2 separate regions of the Mus musculus genome follow, and region 2 is linked to region 1. Evidence: chromatin contacts called from public HiChIP or PLAC-seq data. All regions are on one chromosome and are shown on one strand. Each heading gives the region's core, a stretch centred on a gene start, on an enhancer-like site or on the middle of the called end of the contact. The rest is flanking DNA. Distances are from core to core; before and after follow the strand shown. Region 1 overlaps Brsk1 (BR serine/threonine kinase 1). Region 2 overlaps Isoc2a (isochorismatase domain containing 2a).

Evidence for each region. HiChIP or PLAC-seq counts read pairs in DNA pulled down with a chosen protein or histone mark.
Region 2: a contact with region 1 is called in an H3K27ac HiChIP or PLAC-seq map of embryonic stem cells, with 10 read pairs. The contact joins two enhancer-like sites. A contact is called at or near these places in 4 of 39 promoter capture datasets (the C10 cell line, cranial neural crest, embryonic stem cells and 1 more), 8 of 484 Hi-C or Micro-C datasets (Th1 cells, bone marrow-derived macrophages, embryonic stem cells and 2 more), 7 of 115 datasets of contacts at active chromatin or transcription factors (embryonic hindbrain and embryonic stem cells) and 3 of 9 other capture datasets (adipose tissue, liver and pancreatic islet).

Annotation. Positions count from the first base shown.
Region 1 is chr7:4,701,813-4,708,685 of GRCm38.p6, forward strand. It overlaps Brsk1 (BR serine/threonine kinase 1), which reads left to right. Exons shown (of 19, transcript NM_001003920.3): 8 at 2,316-2,462; 9 at 2,872-2,903; 10 at 3,256-3,426; 11 at 4,208-4,305; 12 at 4,523-4,682; 13 at 4,850-4,910; 14 at 5,304-5,673; 15 at 6,086-6,134; 16 at 6,237-6,360. It also overlaps a transcript of Tmem150b not described here. Among named protein-coding and RNA genes, the nearest start is that of Brsk1, 14 kb to the left of the region's middle. Within about 2 kb of position 3,434, at least 10 of the 459 cell types and tissues checked have an H3K27ac peak or open chromatin away from gene starts, as enhancers often do. A contact at or near this core is called in embryonic stem cells, where this site is marked.
Region 2 is chr7:4,892,349-4,899,221 of GRCm38.p6, forward strand. It overlaps Isoc2a (isochorismatase domain containing 2a), which reads left to right. Exons shown (of 6, transcript NM_001101598.1): 6 at 2,969-3,369. The coding sequence ends at 3,052. Gm36210 (predicted gene, 36210) reads right to left here. Exons shown (of 2, transcript NM_001370858.1): 2 at 4,598-6,873. The coding sequence ends at 6,632. Among named protein-coding and RNA genes, the nearest start is that of Gm36210, 12 kb to the right of the region's middle. Within about 2 kb of position 3,028, at least 5 of the 459 cell types and tissues checked have an H3K27ac peak or open chromatin away from gene starts, as enhancers often do. A contact at or near this core is called in embryonic stem cells, where this site is marked.

The sequences.
Region 1 (6,873 bases), core at 2,184-4,683:
AAAACAAACAAAAAAAAAAAAAACCATCACATTACAAACAACTTAGAGTAAGAACTGACCTTGATGTGTCAGTTTTTGTTGTGTGGCTTTTGTTGTGGCCAGAGGGTAGAAGGAACCTAGCTGGTTTCTAACAGAAGCAAGACCTCCCTATTCCAGGACTCACTAACTCACTGATCACAGTGATTATATAAAATTGGACTTCCGAGAGTAATGAGGACCAGCTGTGCTGTGGCTGATATTTTTAATCTGTCCCATAGCCTTTCCCAATAGAATCCTCACATCCCTTACACAGAGGCGATAAGCTGAGGCTCACTGCCAGTGCCATCAGGCACCAGAGCCAAAGGCAGGCTGTCTGACTCCAAGACCAGTCAGAAGGTGCCCTCCCCATCTACCTTCACCCTGCATTCTGTCCATGCCCCTTAGATACCAGGGTCAACCGTTTAAAACATTTGGGAAAGCCCTCAGACTCATCTCTCCCAAGAGCCCTCCTCTAATTCCTTATGTCAGACCAGACCCCCTTCTTACTCTGTCCCAATCCTGAACATTACATCAGCCCATTCCACCTGTATTCCCCACCCGACCCCCGTTTCTCCTTTTATTCTCTTATTCCCTTTGTTATGTTTATTTACGTATTCATGGAGGGGGTGTGCTGGCAAGCGTATTCAAGGCATGCTTGAGGTCAGAGGACAGCTAGCAGGCGGCAATCCTTCCCTTCACCACACCACGTGGGTCCCAGGGATCAGCTCTGGTACAGAGGCTTGGCGGCACATGCCTGGGTTACATGTCATGTCACGGGCCTATTTGAGACAGGTTCTCATATGTCCCAGGCTGGCCTTGACCTCATTATGTAACTGGAGATGAGCATCTGATCTCCTTGCTTCTCCTGCCTCCCTCCCAGGGCTAGGGTTCCAGGACTCAGGTCCACGTCCCGTATCTGCAGTGCTGAGAATTCTGCACAGCTTGCTGCATGTGCTTAGTAGAAAAGCGCTCTACTGCCAACTGAACCACAGCCCCAGCCAGTTTCTCTCTTTCTTTCCTTCTTTCCTTTTTTCGCTCTCTGTCTCTCTGTCTCTGTCTCTGTCTCTCTCTCTTTCTTCCTTTGTTTGTTTTTGTTTGGTGTTTGTTTCAGACAGGGCCTTTGTTTGTAGACCAGGCTGGCCTCCAGCCAACAGAGGTTGCCTGCCATGTCTAACCAAGTTCTAGGATTAAAGGCGTGCACTGCTGCACCAGGCCCTCTTTATAGTTTGTTTGTTTGAGACAGGGTCTCACTGGTAACCTTGGCTGTCCTAGAACTTGCTCTGTAGACCAGGCTGGCCTCAAACTCATAAAGGTCAACCTGCCTCTGCCTCCCGAGTGCTGAGATTGAAGGTGTGCACGAAGAGTTTAGAGAGAGGCTTATTTTAGTTTTGATGTATTTTTGTTTTGTTTTAATGTAGTTTTGTTTGTGGCAGTGTGTCGCATCACCCAGGCTGGCCTCAAAGCTCAATATGTAACCGAAAATGACCTTGAACTTCTGAGCCTCCGGCCTCCACCTCCCGAGTGTGGGGTGTAGGCCTGTGACACCAGTGGTGCTGGGGGTGGGACCCTGGGCTTCCTGGAAGTTAGGCAAGCGCCCCACTGGCTGAGCTACATCTCCAGCCCTATATAGGTGTGGACAGTAAGTATCCAACCCAACTCTCAATCTTTTTTTTTTAAAGATTTATTATATGTATATGAGTACACGGTAGTTATCTTCAGACACTCCAGAAGAGGGCGTTGGGTCCCATTACAGATGGACCATGTGGTTGCTGGGAATTGAACTCAGGACCTCTCTAAAGAGCAGTCTCTTAACCACTGAGCCATCTCTCCAGCCCATCACCTGGACAGTGTTAAGCTCCACCTAAGGAAGGCTCGAAACCTTCCTGACACTGTGGCCCTTTATTCCGTTCCTCATGTTGTGGTGACTCCCGACCATAAAGTTGTTTTGGTTGCTACTTCATAACTGTGATTTCACTACTCTTACGAACCGTGGTGTAAATGTCTGTGTTTTCTGATGGTGTTAGACGACCCCTGTGTGAGGGTCATTTAACCTGTCAAAGGGGCCATGACCCACAGCTTGAGAACCACTGCCGTAAGGAAAGAGACAACGATGTAGCTCACTTGGTAGATTGCTTGTCCAGGACACATGAAGCCTCTGGTTCCATCCCCCAAACTACATGAACTGGGCCTGGTGGTGCATGTCTATAACACCACCACCCCCACCCCCACCCCCGCCAAGAGCTGCCACGCCAGGTTGAGAATCACTGACCTGAGGCTCTTGATGATGTCTTGCACAGGGGGCACTGCCCTTCGATGACGACAACCTGCGCCAGCTACTGGAGAAGGTGAAACGTGGGGTCTTCCACATGCCTCACTTCATCCCTCCAGACTGCCAGAGCCTCCTGAGAGGGATGATTGAAGTGGAGCCCGAGAAAAGGCTCAGTGTAAGCAGCGAGGGGCTGGCAGAGGTGAAGTGGTTCCAGAGAGTTCCTGGAGGGCTGCCTGTAAAGCCTGCCATTGGATGAGTTTGCTGGTTAAGCCACAAGCCCAAGGTCCAGCAAAACCTAAAACTTAGAATCATTCCCAAGTTGGACCAAGGACCCTTGAGGGCGGCGCATTGAGGGATTGGCGGGGGTTGAAAGGCTGGCACTTGGCGTGCAGTAAACTGCTACCTGGGTTTAAAAATGGTCAATCTGCAGGTGCTTGACCGCCACCAGGGGAAGACATGATGTCACCCTGCTTCGGGATGGGTCAGTGACCTCCCGGAGCCAATGCTAATCAATTTTATGTTACTGCTTGCTAGCTATTGTATGTGACCTAATTTCTGCTTCTCTGTGACCCACCCCTTCACAGCTGGAGCAAATTCAGAAACATCCTTGGTATCTGTGAGTAGGAGGGAATTGAACAGTTGGGTACCTGCGGGAGGAGGTAGGGCACCCGGGTCAGAATAGAAAGGTGGAGGGTGGGGTGCCATATTCCTGATGGGTGGGATGGGATGGAGGGACCTACCGTCTCAAACTTCAGAGTATGGGCAGAGGAGGACAAAGCTAAAGAAAGGGAGGGTGTGGAGTCTAGAGGGAGGAGGGCTCCGGACTCTTTGAGTCAGAGTTTGAAGAACTAGGGTCTGGACACCCTCAGTCTGAGGAAGATGGGGACCCAGACTCTCCAGATCCTGGGATGAGGAGTCTGGGCATAGGACGTAACACTAGGAAGATAAGCGTTTCTCTACTATTCCAGGGGCGGGAAACACGAACCAGACCCTTGCCTGGAGCCAGCCCCAGGCCGCAGAGTAGCCATGCGTAGCCTGCCTTCCAATGGCGAGCTGGACCCTGACGTTCTGGAAAGCATGGCGTCTCTGGGCTGCTTCAGAGACCGCGAGCGGCTGCACAGAGAACTGCGAAGCGAGGAGTAAGAGCTCCCAAAATCCTTTTCACCGGCGCCCCACTTCATTGAATGGGTTGTGGCAGTTCCCTAGAAAGCCTGAAGGGGGCGTGCCGCATCCAGTTTTATGGATCTGACAAACTTTAGTGCTGGTGCACGGGAATAATCTGGAAATGCTCAGAGAAAGAAAGCATTAAAGCTGAGATGGGCGTGAATGGTGTCTTCATTACGTAGAACTTAATAAGTGCTTAAGTTGTGACGAACACTGAACATAGGAAGCCAACTATGTTGGCTTGTGGGAAAAAATGGCATTTTGGGTCCAAAAAAGAGAAATAAGACCTGAACACCTGTGTCTGAGGGAGGAAGGCTAGGGGCTTTCACTTGGGGGACTGTGGTGGGAGGGGTGAGGTCTGAACTCGAAAGTTTAAAGGAGAAGGGCTGGGGTCTGGATTCCTTGGTCCAAGGAAGAAGGTCTGGACTTGTACCGTTGGATATGGGGGCAGATCTGTTAGGTGGCCTGAGCTCAAAGATCCACAGCAGCGAAGGGAGGGAGGGAGGTCTCATTGAGACACAAACTTCCTTACCTTACATGGGTTTTTGTTTGTTTTTCATTATGTATGAGAGGAGGGTGTATAGACCAGAGGATAACTTGGCAGGAGATTGGTCCTCTCTTTCCACCATGTGGGTCCCAGGGGTACAACTCAGGTTATCAACCTTGAGTAGCAAGCACCTTTATCCATCTCTCCAGCCCTGGGCACTGATCGCTGACCTCAATCCTCCCTTAACCACCTCCTTCTTCCCGTCTCAGGGAAAACCAAGAAAAGATGATCTATTATTTGCTTTTGGATCGGAAAGAGCGGTATCCTAGCTGTGAAGACCAGGACCTGCCTCCTCGGAATGATGTTGGTAAGAAGGCAGATTGGGCGGTTTAGATCCCAGGATTCCTGAGGGAGGAGGATGCTGTCGGCCCTGGGAGTCTGTGTGTGGACAGCTGGGCATTTATGAGAGCCTCGCTCTGCTATGCTCCTTGGTTTCCCCATCCGTTTACAAGGCAGTCACGTATATGCTGTGTATACCTGGGCAAACTAATCTACTGGGTGGGTCAATAACTCTCTCCCTTCAGACCCACCTCGTAAGCGTGTGGATTCCCCCATGCTGAGCAGACACGGGAAACGGAGGCCAGAGCGGAAGTCCATGGAAGTCCTCAGTATCACAGATGCTGGGAGTGGTGGCTCCCCAGTGCCTACCAGACGGGCCTTGGAGATGGCCCAGCACAGTCAGAGGTGAGGGAGAGGCTGTACCCTCTGGGAGAATCTTCAGTCCCAGAGCGTAGAGGGAGCAGATCGTTCTAGACCCTGCTCAACCTCCCGTGCCTGGGAGGACATGGAAATGGAGAAACACCTGAACCTTCTGAAACTCTCTCAGATCATTTTTTTAACCCTGTAAACAGATCCCGCAGCGTCAGTGGAGCCTCCACTGGTCTGTCCTCCAGCCCTCTGAGCAGCCCAAGGGTAAGAGTAGACCCTCAAAGAATTAAGAGAAATCAACAGAAAATACAATTTCATGAGGCATTCTTGCCTGAGAAGTGTCAAAGACATCCATTTTTGTCTACTCAAGATTGGGTTTGTAGTATGTTTTGGGGGTTTTAATTATTTATCAGAAGTTCTTTGAGTACTTTCAGCGTGCCAATTTCTGCTTAGGCTAGGGTTGCAGCCTTAGTGTGTAAATTGGAGACAGTACTTGTGCCTAAATCCAGAGTGGTGGGTGGGGCTGATTGAACTACAATTCCCAGCATGTCTTGCAGTCCTCCCTAGCGATTCTGAGCAAGTAACAATTAATCCCAAATAACAATTCCCTCCGGGAAGTTGTAGTCCAAATTGTCACTAGGCCCTGCTTTTCTACAGAGTCCGGTCTTTTCCTTCTCACCGGAGCCAGGCGCTGGAGATGAGGCTAGAGGCGGAGGCTCCCCAACTTCCAAAACACAGACGCTGCCTTCTCGGGGCCCCAGAGGTGGGGGCGCTGGAGAGCAGCCACCACCCCCCAGTGCCCGTTCCACGCCCTTGCCTGGACCACCAGGCTCCCCGCGCTCCTCCGGCGGAACCCCCTTGCACTCACCTCTGCACACGCCTCGAGCCAGCCCTACGGGGACCCCAGGAACGACGCCACCTCCCAGCCCAGGCGGTGGCGTCGGGGGAGCCGCCTGGAGAAGTCGGCTCAACTCCATCCGCAACAGCTTCCTGGGCTCCCCTCGCTTCCACCGGCGCAAGATGCAGGGTAAGGGTCTCAGCAGATGCTGGGCTAGGTTTGCCAAATGCTGGATTCTAATGTGGGAAGGAGGGGCTAAACGTCATATGGAAAATTTCATGGCGGGTCTTCAGGTAGGAAAGAGAGCCTGATTCCCAAATCCCGAGACTCTAAAGGTGATGATGACGTTCGGAGAGAGGCAGGTCTGGGGGCTGAAGGGTGATGGGAACAGGTCCTGCCACGGTGTACTCTCGCCTACTCATTGGTCTGTAGGAGCTTGTGCCTACCCGGGGAATGTGGTCTAGCCACACTGTCTATCCAGAAGGGCCAGGACTGACTACTCGAGTTAGGGTTAGCCATTTGGGAGATGACTGAATCCACAGGGTGCTGGATGATAAATTATAAGTAAGTGTTGACTACTCCCTCTTCTCTCTCTAACTAGTCCCTACCGCCGAGGAGATGTCCAGTTTGACACCAGAATCCTCTCCTGAGTGAGTTCAACAAGGGAAGAAACTAAGTGGGCAGCAAGGGGACTTGTCTTTTAACCCCTTCCTGACCCTCCCTCCTCTTCCTATCTATCCCATTCCACCCAGGCTGGCAAAACGCTCCTGGTTCGGGAATTTCATCTCCTTGGACAAAGAAGAACAAATATTCCTCGTGCTAAAGGACAAACCTCTCAGCAGCATCAAAGCGGACATTGTCCATGCCTTTCTGTCGGTGAGAGTCCTGGCATCCCTATCGGACCACAAAGCTATGCCTCCCTGCCACTCCATCCATGGCCAGACTTACTTCCGAGACTCATGGGATCTGTAGTTTTCCAGCAAGAGGTGACCTTGATCACTACGGAACAGGGAGGCAGGCACAGACTCTTGGGCCTAAAGCCTAAAAGTGGTGAAGTAAGACCCTAAAAACAGGTTCCTGAGTACCAGCAGAAGATGAGTGGGTTGCCTTGCCATGCCAAAAGATCTGAGGGGGTGGTCCAAGGAGAGACCTTTCTCCACGGACCTTAATGCTTCCTACTTAATACCATTCCCGCAGCCCTTTGCTGTAGGACTGTGATGGGATTTTCAGTTACTAAGACATGTGACTTGTAGAGGAAAGAAAGGTGTATTCCATAAATGGTGCAGGAGCCTGGAACTGTCTTGTAAATATCAGAGGCCACATGAGTTTAGGATCCATTCTTCAGAACATAGGGCAGGGGACCTACAGAAGACGAGCCAGTGGGCAGTG
Region 2 (6,873 bases), core at 1,778-4,277, 190 kb after region 1:
TGGAACTGGTTCTGTAGATCAAGCTGGTCTCCAGCTCAGATCCACCTTCCCCCTCCACCCCAAACACACCAATACCACCCAGGGTGGTTTCTTAATTTATTTTATTCACACTGTAGCATGTGTGTGCATGCCTGCATGCACGTGTGTCTGCATGTGTGTCTTTGTGTGTGTGTGTGTGTGTGTGTGTGTGTTCATGTGCACGAGCTCCCTTGAGGGAGTCAGTACTCTCCTTCACCCACATGGGTTCCCAGGACAGAACACAGGTCTTCCCTGAAGACAAATGTCCGTGCTTGCTGAGCCATGTTGTTGGCCCTGGCCTTTTCTGATTTTTTTTTCTATTTTGTTTTGTTTTTTTGCTGTTTGTTTGTTTGCTTGTTTTTCTCTCTTTGAGACAGTCTTACTCTGTAGCTCAGGCTGGCCTCAAACTCATGGCAATTCTCCTGCCTCAGCCTTCTGAAAACTGGGATTACAAATATGCACTATTATGCCTTACTGAGGAATAGAACTTCTGTAGGCTTCTGAAAAACATCCAGGGGCCAGGCAGGCTGAAACAGCAGGCGTTACATTAGGTACTACAGAATGGAGCAGTGTGACCAGCCGGAAGGCCCCTTCAGGCATCCTGAAAGCAGTAGTGGGCCTTCACCAGGTATCATGGACCACCCCAGTCGGGTATGGGGGGTCCCTGGAATGAGGGTCCTTGAAGCTAGGTGGGTAAGGATTTGGCGGTGACAAACAGAAACAAACACAGAGGCTGTTTGAATCTGAGTGTATTCTGCAGCTCTCAAGCATGGGATTTTATACATTAAAAAAACCAAACATTACATCTCTTAGAAACTATATCCAGTGAGACAATCACAGATACCAACAAAAATCATTTGGCACAGTAAAGCACAAACATCATCCAAGCATTACAACTCTGAAACTGAACATTACAACTCTGAAACTATGTATTCAGTGAATCACAAACAGAACAGGTAAAATCATTATAAATCATTAAAATATAACAATTCTAAAAGGATGTATTGAGTGGGGGCTGTCGTCCAAGGCTAGTGACATATTTCCAGGAGTAGGTTAATACATCTTTAATGGTCAGTGCTCTTAACCACTGAACTAACTCTCCAGCCCCATGATCAATTATTATTTAACATCTAATGCCTGGTTTTTTATAATCTTCAATGTATAAATTTCAGCTATTTTAATTCTTTCTAATTCAGGCTTTCTTTACCATATACCAAAATCCACCTCCGATGACACACGTGTAGCCATATGTAATTTTATTGTTGGGAAAGTTTTTATCATAATAGTTTTGTAAATGACTTAGAAAGTAAAGCGTTGGTTTCCCTGGGGATAAGGTCATGTTAGTGGCCCCATCTCTAGGGATGGTTTCTTACCCATTATTCTCGCTTAAGATCCTGGCCTAGGCTACCAGGAACATGTAAATAAGAAAAGGAATAAGAGGGGGCTGGAGAGATGGCTGGAGAAATGGCTCAGCAGTTAAGAGCACTGACTGCTCTTCCAGAGGTCCTGAGTTCAACTCCCAGAAACCACATGGTGGCTCACAACCATCTGTAATGGGATCTGATGCCCTCTTCTGGTGTGTCTGAAGACAGCTACAGTGTACTCATATACATAAAATAAATAAATACATCTAAAAAAAGAAAAGGAAAGAAAAGAAAAGGAATAAGAGAAAACAAAACAGCTAGGTTGCCATGAGAACTACGGCTCAATAATTTTTCTCCAGCGAAGAGTTCCACGACCGGTTCTAGGAGGCCTCCCCCTTTTGAGGTCAATCGCCTCAGCCCGTGGAACTTGTCACACAGATCCTACTGGAGGTGGTGTAGCAGCCAGGGTGGAGGCTGTGGGCATACACACTTTGGATTTCTGGAGATGAACCAATGTCGCTAATGTGCTTGATTTCTCCTGTCCAAGAGGGAGTTGTTGTAAATGGGGCAAGAGTTTATGGGCACAGTTTGGCCCTGTGCAGGAGCTGAGGGTCTAATGGAATGATGGGGAAGATAAGATTAATGAAGAAGAGGAAGAGACCCCAAGAGAGATCTGTCTACCACTAATGGTCCAGGGCAACAGAGCAGACCAAGATGGCGGCAATTAGCTCAACCAGGCAGGTACTTCAAGAAGTAGATTAAAACGCCATTTTTCCTTTACTTCCATTTCTGTGGGCCTGTGTGCAGAGTGGGTGTATGTGAACATTTGCATGTATGTGGTGAGATGTGTATGCGTGACGAGGCGTGAGGTTCACGTCTGGAACCTTCCTTGACCGCTCTCCGCCGTATGCGTACAGGTAAGGCCTGACTGTCAACCCTGGAGCCTGAGGATGTGGGTAGCTTCTCAGGAGCCAGCTCGCTCTGGGATTTAGAGGCTGCAATTACAGCAGGCCCTGCCCAGCCAGCGCTTATGTGAGTTCTGGGCATCAGAACTTGACACTGGCACACATGTCTTATACACTGAATCCTATCCTCAGGCCATTCCCAGGGGATCCCCCACTTTTTAGGACAAGGGCTTACTATATAACCATGGCTGGTCTGAAACTCTAATTGTAGATCAGGCTGGCTTCAACATCAGAGCTATTGCTTGCTTCTGCCTCCTAAGCTCTACGTTGAAGGTATGCCCCTCCATGTCTAGCCTCAGAATACACTAAAACTGTTTCTATTTTACTTTATGTATGTGGATGCTTTGCCTGTATATGTGTTTTGCAAATCATGTGTACAGTGCCCAAGGAGTCCAGAACACGGCACTGGATCCTTTGTGACTGGAGTTAGCGTTTCAGGCAGCCATGTGGGAGGTGGGAACTGAACCCAGGTCCTCTGCAAGAACGGAAAATGCTCTGAACGGCTAAGCCGGCTCTCCAGCCTCCAGGAGACCGGTTTAGGAGAGCGATTGGCTTGGGGAGAGAGGCTGCCAGGAGGACGAGAGAGGTGGGGCTTCTCAACTTGTTGACCTCTGTCCACAGATTCAGAAGATCATTAAGGAGCCGGTCCCGGACAGCGGGCTGCTGAGCCTCTTCCAAGGCCAGAGCCCCCTCACCTCTTGCTGAACTCCAGGCCATGACTGAGACAACAGACTTACTCTGTCGTCGGTGGGAGCATCTGCCCTACGGGAGAGGAGGGGTGAACTGCTGGTCCTGGAAATGCAAATGAGACTCCTGAGTGCTAGAAGGGGTGGGGATGGGGGTAGGGAGTGGGGGGGGTGGGGGGGTGGAGGGGGTGGGGGGGTGGAGGGGGGGCGGGGGTTGACTGAAGAGAGGTGGAGAGGGGACTCTGCTTAGGTCTACCTCATAAGCAAAGGGCAAAAAAAGTGTCACAGACTGGGACCCATATTCTGAGTAAACATTGATGTGACTGTGAACTGAAACACTATTGCGTTTGTGGGGTGTCCCAGGGGCTACTGGGGGTGTGCAGGTGAGAGAAGGAGATGGGTCTTTGGAGGTTGAGGAGAGGGGGTGCCTCTTCCCACCTCCAGGCTGGGCCAACAGAGGCCACATCTGCAGGATAGGCAGTGTGTGCGTCTTGAGTTTCTGGCTGTCCCCATGTCTTAGGGTTTCGGCTGCTGAGACAAAGCACGATGATCAAAAAGCAGGTTGGGGAGGAAAGGGTTTTCTTGGCATACACTTAGCAGATCATAGCTGGAACCAGACGGCAGGAGCTGATGTAGAGGCCACAGAAGTGTGCTATTGTAGGCCTTGCTTCCCATGGTTTGCTCAGCCTGCTTTCTTATAGAGTCCAGAACCGCCTGGCAACCCCCACAATGGGCTATGACCCTCCACATTGATCACTAACTGAGAAATGCCTTACAGCTGGATCTCATGGAGGCGGTTCCTCACCTGAGGCTGTTTTCTCTCGGATGAGTCTAGCTTGTGTCCAGTTGACACACAAAACCAGCCATACACCCCATCTCAGATAGTACAACCCCGCTGGCCCCTCTCCACGAGGCAGGCCCTCACATCCACGTTGTGCAGGTTTGCACCGAGGTGCCAGAGAAGGGCCTGGAAAATCAGACAGTGTGGCAGGGACAGGTTTCCCTCATGAAGCCCTTGCACGGGCAGTCCATAAAGCTATGGAGAGGAAGCCTAGGGTGGAGTGGAGTCAGCTGGGTGTCGGAGATGCCATTGAAGAGACAGATGCACTGTTCTTCTCAGGAGAAAGTCTTGCAAGTGAGTTTGCCTTTCTATACCGGTCACCACTCTCATAAGGGTTCCTGGAACACAAGCACTGTGGAACTGGGACAGCCCTTCTGTTAACTGAGATGGTGCCTAAGTGATTACCTGGTGTGTAGCATATACCGTGTGGATACGCTAGACACAGGATTTGTTTTCTTTCCTTTTTTTTTCTTAAGATTTATTTATTATTTATATGAGTACACTGCAGCTATCTTCAGACATACACCAGAAGAGAGCATCAGATCCAATTACAAATGGCTGTGAACCACCATGTGGTTGCTGGGATTTGAACTCAGGACCTTCGGAAGAGCAATCAGTGCTCTTAACCACTGAGCCATCTCTCCAGCCCCCAGGATTTGTTTTCTAACAGCATAATATTTGCCAGTGGATGGCATACTGTTCCATACTGTTCAGAACGGAATGTAAATTAAGACGAATGCTTTATTTCTGGAATTTTCTGTGTGGTATTTGAAGACCAAGACCAATTGTCTGAACTAAAACTAGAGAGACTATGGATTACATATGGAGGGAGAGAGGGAGGGAGGAAAAGAGGGAGGGAGGGAGGAAGTCACTGGATTTCCTGGGACATCTCAGATTCCAAATCCAAATTCTTTGGAGAGAGCGCGAGCTGACTCGGTGGACTGTCCTTCTCTATCCATTGATGTCTTTGTAGGATGATGAGTCAGCTGACTGAAGGATAAGCACTTGATCCTACTCATTATGTCTCCCAGCCCCCGGGAACCTGATACAGGAAACACAGGCCAGCATAGATCTTATCTCAAGCCTCTTAGGACTGGGTCTGCAGGTCAGAAATGCTGGCCTTGAAAACCAAAGACCACCTCAGATTTCATGGATGTGTGACACCCTCAAAGAGGATGTTCTCATTGAGGCAACCCCTCCCCCACCTCCATATCACTGTATTTCAGGGCCCCCAAGGCTCCTCCTGAGCTGGCATTTTCTCATTTGCTTGTTTGTGAAGATCTTCCTCCCCAGGTCTTCCAGGCATAATCTTGCTGGCTGCTACACTCCCAGACTCTACACATAAGTGCATCATGGGGACTCAGGACAGGGAAAGGGAGACTGCTACATGACTTTCAGCCCTCAAACCATAAAGCCAGCACCCAGCCGGCTTGATTTAGAGACACCGGAGCCCACCCCCCGACACCCCCCCCCCCCCCCCCGTGGAGCATTCTCAAACCACAAGCTTGTGCACGAAGGTCCTGCCTGGCTTGCTATGCACGCAGGTCCTGCCTGGCTTGCTAACCAGCGGCTGGGTCTGGGCTGGCCAGAGTATCCTCTCCTAGCCACTGGCAGTAGCCACTGCTTGCCAGCTCTGAGTCTGAGAGATCTGGAGCCCACCCCCTGCAGCTCCTTACTGAGGAACCCCAGGTCTCCCTCTGGATCTGAGAGCTGGAGAAGGACAGGGCAGCATGCCCACCCCACCCCATCACATCTCCTAAACCCAAGGATGCAGGACACAAGTACACACAGGAAGGTGAGACCTGCCCTGGTCAGGACAGATAGACTAGAGCATTTTGGGGAAATCCTAAGAGAGGGGAGGGAGGCATAATATCACAGGCCCACAATCCCAGCACTGTCTAAAAAGAAAAAAAAAAAAACAACCCAATAACCTACCATAAAAACTAGGTTTACGTTTTCTCCAATTCATACCTCTTACAAACTCAGAACTCTCCAGCTACATTGACCTGTCTTAGTGGCCTCAGAGTCCCACCTCAGGGCCTTGGCTGTGCAGTTCCTGCCCCAGGATCCATGCCTTCCTACAGCCTGATTCTGCTTAGCATTCCGCACCTTCTCTGGTCATGCAATGTCCAATAGTCCTCTCTCTCGGTCAGCCACATATTTTGTGTCCTAACGCTCATTCCAATCAAAAACTGGAAATTGATCTTGCTGTCTGAAGCTCTCTGCAGGTTCGTGTGCATTATGTACCCACAGAGACTGGGATCTTGTCTGCTTTGTCTGCAGAGTCTTAACACCAAGGCCTGGGCCTGATCCATAGCAATGCTCTGTGGAATTGAGAAACTGTTGAGACAGAGCAAACACCAAGCAAAGAGCAGGTGTGTTGTGTGTGTGAGAGAGAGAGGGAACGGGGTGGGGGACCCATCCACTGGGAAGGAAGAAGGGAAAAAGGGAAAATGAATGGCCAGAGATCCTCCCAGAGTTCTCAATCCTGTTCCTATGTGATATGCAGGAGATATGCAGGGGTTAGTCTCAAAGTGGAGAGCGATGGCCCTGGTTCTGGGAGCAGAGCTCTGGATTGTGGTTCACAGTGGGAGCCTGGGCTTGGTTTATTTTACACATTTATAGGGTTCTGGGCATGGAATCCTGGCTTCTTGCGTGTTAGCCAGGCACTCTACCAACTGCGCAATATTCTTACATCTGTCAGGAGCAGGGAGGTTGGCTGGGCCTGAGATGGGTTTGGCCTGTGTTGATTGGGTTTCAAAGGGCTCCCCAGCTGTCCAGGACTCCCTGAGGATCACAGGCATAAGGTGCCTCCCAACTGTCTACCCAACCACAGCCTAGAGCTGCAGGCTCCAAGCTGCCCCCTTGGGCTTTCTGGGGAGGGAGCAGAAGATTGGAGAACCTTGGAGCCTGTATTGGGGTTGGCTGTCCCTGGTCTCCTGGGCCCAGAGCATGAGAGATGACATCGGATGCCACCTGGGGGTTACCAGCAGGGAGAG